2 separate regions of the Dromaius novaehollandiae genome follow, and region 1 is linked to region 2. Evidence: chromatin contacts called from public Hi-C data. All regions are on one chromosome and are shown on one strand. Each heading gives the region's core, a stretch centred on a gene start, on an enhancer-like site or on the middle of the called end of the contact. The rest is flanking DNA. Distances are from core to core; before and after follow the strand shown. Region 1 overlaps LOC112989172 (a long non-coding RNA gene). Region 2 holds the start of NSMCE2 (NSE2 (MMS21) homolog, SMC5-SMC6 complex SUMO ligase).

Region 1 (3,628 bases), core at 728-3,227, 650 kb after region 2:
GGATTAGTGAGCATCAACCAAAGCTAGCAAAGGGCAAGTTCAAAGCATAAAAAAGAGGTGGTTCTTCATGAGCTGCATAGCTGAGCTGCAATACTCCACACCACAGGTTGTTGTGGGTATCTCACATGGATTCAAGAGCTGACTAACAAATTATGAAGGTTCAGAGGAGAACAGGACAAGTTTATGGAAGAGAAATCCATTGAGGACTGCTGAATATAAAGACGTGACTGCTGTCTCAAAAAATTTTTGTTCTGCTGTTGGAAGATGATAAAGCTGTTCTGGGAGGTAGCACTGGAATATCAGTAGGCCCCCACACTGGTATGCCCCAGCTTTTCCCTAAAACCCTCTTCTGGCCACTCACAATGACAGGAAACTGCTTTAGGTGGACTGACCAAGTACAGTGACCACTATTTTTTATTATTATTATTATTATTATTTTATTTTTATTTTTATTACTGAAGTTTTACAAGCAAAGCACTTAGGAAAATGCTTTATAAAGAAGCCCATAGTAAAGGAGTCTGTAGTACAGACTTTGAAGGTTATCCCTGGTCTGGGGATAACTCCTTGGGGGTTATTCCCCTCCCCCCACCGCTTGGGGGTTATTCCCCTCCCCCCACCGAAACTCCTGTAAGGAGCAAAACAAGCATAGTTTGTGAAATCACTACCAGGGCTCCTATATTAGACTCGTCCATATCCAGCAAGGCTAGAGCAAAACTTGCAATCCATCCTGCGCAGGATGGAGTACAGCTGCACTACCCTCGAGGCAGGGCAAGAACCAGACTGTCGATTAGACCTGACAGCCAGGATAGAACCCAGCATGTTTACTAGATAGAGTTGTTACCCTTCATTACTTAAATAAATAAGGAGGGCGCTCTGTATAATAAAGAAGTAGTTAATTGTAGTGCAGCTTTATTTTCTGACACATATAATCATTATTAATTTGTCAGATTAGAAAACAAAGACTATCCTATGCAAGTTATCTTACAATCTGCCCTTGTAACCACCACATGCACTCTTTTTAGGATACATCACAGTAGGTATCAGATAGCTGACACGTAGCACAGCAAACCTTCTCTGTGCTTGTGAGAGCCGGTGAGTGCAGCTGTGCGCTTTTACTTTTGCTGCTCTGTGGTTCCTCCCACCTTCCCTTGTGACTGACCTGCTCTATCCTGACCCACTCCAGGGAACTCCACAGGCTTGGTCCAAGGATGAAAATTGACTTAGACTCATCTTGTGGTTTTTAAGTTTTACAAAGAAGACACATTGCTCTCGGGATAGAAAGCCATTTTCTTGATACAGTTTTCTTGACTAAAAACATCTGTGAGCCTGTGGCTAAATATGGTTACCAATGAAGACAGTCCTCAGCTGATGAATACTCAGTATGGCTGCTGTAAGCCCAACTTAGAGGTAGCAAAAGTCAGACATGGGGATGTAAGATGGAAGGTGAAGGTACCTGACATGTTTAAGTTTCCCCTTGTTGTAGCGCAGATTAACCTTGAGCTTTTGAGCTTCTCCGTAGAAGAAGAGACTTTTTTTCTGCCTAATGAGGTCCCAGGACGCTCTCACTGGAGGTTTGAAAGAATAGGTGAGACAAACTTGTCAGCTTTTTCAGTCCTGCTTTGGAACACGAGCACTAGGCTACACGAGGCTTTGAGGTCTCTTCCAGGCCTAGTTTCTGTAATTAAAGGATTTTCCCGATTTTCCCAATCAGCTCACACAATCTATATTTTAAAAGGGAGCCTGGCACAAATCTGCCTTTTGTCTCTTCAACACTGGCTATACGGTCATGGTTTCTTTCTTTCAAATCATTGCAGTTTTATGTGCACTCTATTAAAATGTTGTAAAACATTTACAGCTTCTTGATGCAAAGCACCGAGGACATTTACATTGTAAAAGACACTATCCATACCGAGTCTGTGGTGCTCGCAATTGTATTGCTTGCAGTTGTGCCTGCTGTTCTATAAATTTGACAGCTGTCTGCAGCAGAGTTCTTGGATTTCATTGAATGTTCCCATATGGACACCTTTTAGAGCTGAATCCTCTGAATTTGAGCTGTTTATTAAAGAGGTGACGTAGAGACTAGAGACGACATGTGTTTCTGAATGCCATGAATAATTTGGAGGCAAAGGATTTTAAACACAAGCACGGGACACAGTCCAGTGCTTGTTTTGCCACAGCCTTTCTGTAGGACCATGTGAGTTTGTGTCTCAGCTCCTGATGGGGCAGTTCATACTCCTCTGCCTCACAGGAGTTTCATGAAGATGGGTATGTCAGAGCAAGCAGACTGGCTCCTGGAGGAACAGGGACCTTAGGAGGACTGTGGACAGTCTGCCAGCCGATCAGTGCATGAGTAAAGAGGACCAATGGAAAGAACTGCACACCAAAATAAATGTTGTATTCTCAGCCTGTCTATACTGCTTGCCTATGACCTTTTCCAAATCAGTTAGGTCCAGGTCCTCATAAATATTCATGCAATGAATCAGTGGGAGCTTTGACAGCCTATGTTTTAGGTCCCAGTTTGGAAACCTGGACACCTGAACACCTTCTGGTCCTAGCATTCATTGATGAAAAATAACAGCAGAGATCCTTCCCAATAGAAAACCAAATCTATGACCTTTCTGGGATCCCACTCGACTCTTATCTGACATAAACTCACCATATACTTCAACCAGGCCTCTCTAAACCTCCGTTTGCACTTAGCCATGTTCTGTGAAGCTGCAGCTAAAAACACCAGTTACCTTGAAAGTGCTTTTGTTACTTGTAGTTGTCATTTTCCTTCTGAACCCACACCCTGAACTATCCCATTTAATTACACTCACTGGCCATCTTTCGCCTTTTTATTGGCAATACTTTCCTTGTTAATTGTGCATGCTCGCTTTTAAAGAATAGTGCCTGCCTTTCCTTATTCAGCTCAGCAAAGAATATTTCTGCATCCTGGGAATTTTCTGTGACATGTTTATGCCTTGCTGGTAAATGTAAAAATGCAAGACATATTATGTACTGCTGAGAATCTGGCTGGCACTTTGCAGTTTTGATGCTGCGCCTTATTGTATAGTTAAAATAAATGTACCTGATATCAGCTTTATTACTCCTATTAGATGGTCTAATGGCTTGATGTGCAGGAGTTCTTCCAGCAGGATGTTAAAGGGAAAGCACCAGCTGCTCAGCTCAGCCCCTATACTCAGTATCACCCAGGGAGCAATCATGGACTCCGCAGAGTGGCATATGATGCTCAGTTGAGGCTGAGTTAGGGCTCTGGAGTCAATCTCTTGTTTCCAGATACTACATTTAATATGTGACAGAGAATGAAAAAGAGGGTAGCACGACAGCAAAAACAGAGAAAGTCCACAGATACCATTTGTAGTCTCTGTCCATTTCATTAGAAATATTACATCTTGGATCCTGTAAGGGCTCCCTCTGAGTGGTGCTATAGCAGTCTAACAGGACAGGTTTGTTGAACACTGCTGAAGTTTTGCTCAACAAATCTACCTGTGCAGTTTGAGACATGCCACAATCATTCCTGACTGACAGATATAGAAGGGAATGAATATGGCTATCCAGAGCATAGTACAGTTTGGGGTCTCTTGAGTTTCCACCACTCACTTATCCTGACAGTATCTGAATGGGG
Region 2 (3,394 bases), core at 602-3,101:
AACTAACATGACAGTCGCTGTTTCCACATTTACGAGGACGTAAGCTGAAATAACCCTCAGGCTCTATCACGACAACAATACTTTGAAGAAAAGTTTCACAAGCAAAGGATTTACCTTGAAATAACTGAAATCAAATATGATATCCCCATACTTCTGTTGATCAGCCTTGTCCTTTAGCCTGAACACACCAGGAATAAATTCGGAAAGTCTTAAAAGTTCTGCAATGATGGCATTTCCACAGGAGACAATCCTAAGAATGGCCTGACCACAAAGATTATTTTCAGCTAGAAAATCAACCATTGTGGAGCCGAACGTGACCAAGCAGCAACAGTCCTGCAGTCTGTTTCTGAATGTTAGTCTTTAGGTTATCTGAAGAGGAATGTCTAAGGAGAGAAGCGGCTGTTCCATTAATAGTACCTGTAAAAACAAAAAAATCCACATTTTGAGCATTTCATAGCTACACTTTTGACAATTTATTCTATAAGGATTTTTAAGCACACTATGAAATCTTACAGTTTATGAAATCTAAATGATCCATGTTTTGTTCAAATGAAACAATAGACTGAATTTACATTCAACATATATGCAGTTTTAGCTCAGTCACCTGCGTGACCAGGCAAGAAACAACCGCATGATCTTTTGTGCCAGAAAATTTTAAGGTAGCTATTAAAAAAATGAAACAAATACTGAAGCAATCGAGGCCATGCAGCAGACGGCAGCAAGGAAAGCACAAACCAGTATGTTAGGAGGTGCATTTATAATACTATACCTACTTAAAAACACAACCAAACCCATTACAATGGGTGCTGGAACAAGGGAAAATCCTATAGCAAATGGAAATAATACAGCTCCTTTCCTTTACTTATTGCTTAAGAGAGAGAGCTTCTGTATTGTGGTTGCATTTCCTGGCCATGGTTTTATTTGTGGGCATTTTCTTCTGAAAGATCTGGAATGCAGCATGTCTAAAAATAAGCTGCTTTTTAGTTTTGCAACATTTATGGGAGGTTATGAGTTGACTTTACTTTTCATCAAAAACCTTCTAACCCATTGAGCTACATTTAAGATGGCAGTGCCTCTTCTGAACCCAGTCTGCCTCAAAACGCAATCAAGGAGTCTGATCTTCCTGCTCTGTGCAGAGCAAGGCACTGCTGGTGTTGCAACAAGGGCTCCTCTGCAGGCCTCGGTGCAGGTCCCAGACCCAAAAGAACAGGCCTGGACTTCACACGACCTCTCATCCCCACTAGTAACCTCATTCATCAGGCCATAATGTGATGTCTTGACACAAGATGACGATAAAAACATGGCAGAGCCCACAGACAGCTCCTGGAGTTGCACAAAAGTCACCTCCAGTGCAGGCGGGCCTCACTGAGGAGGGACGAGCCGCCGTTTTCATTCCCTTTCCGAGGGCTCCTTCCCCAGCCAACAGCCCCCCTCAGTGCGTGAGGCCCCCGCAGTGCAACGGCCGCGCCGCGAGACCAACCGCCGCCCCCCTCGGTGCAACGGCCGCGCCGCGAGACCAACCGCCGCCCACCGAGCGGCAACGGCCGCGCCGCGAGACCAACCGCCGCCCCCCTCGGTGCAACGCGGCCCCGCTCCGCCGCCCCAGCCCCAGCGCGGGGAAAGCTCTCGCCTCCCACCCCAGCGCCGGCCGCGACCTGCCCGAGGTGCCGCGCTTACAGTGCCCGCAGCTAGCTCGGTGAGGGAGAGCGGACGGTGGAGGCTGCTCCGCTCCCCCAAGGCCCGCGGACGGTGCAGCCCCCAGCGGAGCAGCCGCAGCAGGTAGGAGGGCAGCGGGCAGGCGGCGGTGGTGGCACCCCGCTCTCCCATCACATGACGGGGCCCGTCACGTGCGGCGGCGCCGGCTGATGAGGCGGTTCCGCCGCGGGCTCAGCCCGCCTCCCCGGGCCCTAGCGTGCCCCGCGCCCGCGGCCGGGAGGGGTGGTGCGGCCGCCTCTGAGAGGAGCCCCCCGAGGCTGCGGCGGCTGGGACGAGGTGAGCAGCTGTGGCTGCGGAGCGGCCTGCGGCAGCCGCCGCCGCCGCCTTCCCCTCGGGCGGGGCGCGGAGCGTGAGGGAGGGCCCGCGCGGCCCTGTCCTGCGGGAGCCTCCTGCCCGGCGGCGAGGTGAGGCGGGCCGCTGCCTCCGGCACGGGCGGATGGCGGGGCTGTGAGGTGGGGAGCGGGGCTCCCGGCCCGCCGCGCTCCCCTCCCCGGCTCTGCGGTGGGGAAGTAGCGTCTCCGTGGTACAGTGGCCGCCAAGTGCGTCTAGGAGGTAGGGACTGATAGCAACAGTGAGCGCTGATCGCCTGCAGATCTTGTATTCTACCTCTGTTTCAAAGTTTGGGAGATTGGAGCGGAGGGCAGTTAGGTCATTTGCTCAAATCTTAAAAATTGGTGACGGAATTGAAGCTTTAGCCTTCTAGGGTTTCTGCTTCGTAGTCTTGTCTGGGCTGTTTGAATATTATTGAAAGAAAAAACTGCTTAGCTAGTCTCGCTTGGGTCTCCTTTTGAAATCTAGGTTTTGGTCATTGTATTTCCCAGAAGATGAAGGGCGGGGTTTGCAAATCTACTGGCTTCATTGCTGCACCCAGTGAAGACCTTCATGGTGAAAGGGAGCGCCTTAGAGACACTGCTCAAAACCCTCTTCCAGGGAGGAAATTGCCTTTTCTTTTAAAGGCAACATAGACAGCTTTGAGCTGTAAGTTGTGCTTAAAGAATTAACTTACAAAATTTGAGAGGGAAGTCTGTGCTTGGGGTCAACTGTTTCTACAAAATTAAAAAAAATCTGTCCATGGATACTTAAATTACCTGTCAAAACACAAATTGTGATGAAATGACCAATGTGATGGTATGATTTAGCATTGTAGACAACAGCTTTGATTCCTGTATAGCTACTCAGTGTTCCCACGCGTTTCAGAAGAATGGAGAAGCCTTTTTAACTTTTTGTTGTTGTTTTTTTCAGATTCCTGTCTTTCACAGTGTGTGTGTGTGAAATTTCCAAAAGAACAGCAGACTTGCTCAATGAATGAGATATACCAAGTTCAGGAAGTGAATTAGGTTCTCTGTGTTAATTTTGATACACCAAATGGGCCCAGAAAGATAGAACTGCTAACATGATTTTATGTGACTAACAGTGTATAAAGTTTGGGTTACAGAGGTTCAGTACAAACACTCTTGGTGAGATGGGAAACAGCTGCTTTAAAAAAATAGAATAAAATTTTCATGTAACAGTTTAAGCATTTGTTATTAAATAAAGCTTTAAGAGCATTCCTTTCCATTACTTTCATGGAGTTTGTAAGAAACTTTTTCCTTGTCTTCTGTTGTCAGTTTGGCAGTCTCTTAAATGGTATTATAGATGGCAATCACTGCCTTTTGGTGGGGAGAGCAGATAAGATGAG

The links. Hi-C and Micro-C count contacts between places; a contact is called where the count stands out from the background.
Region 1: a Hi-C map of liver shows a contact between it and region 2, with 10 times the contacts expected there. The contact joins the enhancer-like site here to the promoter of NSMCE2 in region 2. A contact is called at or near these places in 2 of 4 Hi-C or Micro-C datasets (brain and liver).

What each region holds. Positions count from the first base shown.
Region 1 is chr2:158,587,659-158,591,286 of bDroNov1.hap1, forward strand. All of the region lies in intron 1 of LOC112989172 (a long non-coding RNA gene), which reads left to right. Among named protein-coding and RNA genes, the nearest start is that of LRATD2, 57 kb to the left of the region's middle. Within about 2 kb of position 1,978, at least 1 of the 2 cell types and tissues checked has open chromatin away from gene starts, as enhancers often do.
Region 2 is chr2:157,941,516-157,944,909 of bDroNov1.hap1, forward strand. It overlaps NSMCE2 (NSE2 (MMS21) homolog, SMC5-SMC6 complex SUMO ligase), which reads left to right and starts at 1,852. Exons shown (of 7, transcript XM_026110081.2): 1 at 1,852-1,992. It overlaps WASHC5 (WASH complex subunit 5), which reads right to left and starts at 1,814. Exons shown (of 29, transcript XM_026110080.2): 1 at 1,678-1,814; 2 at 115-417. The coding sequence starts at 300.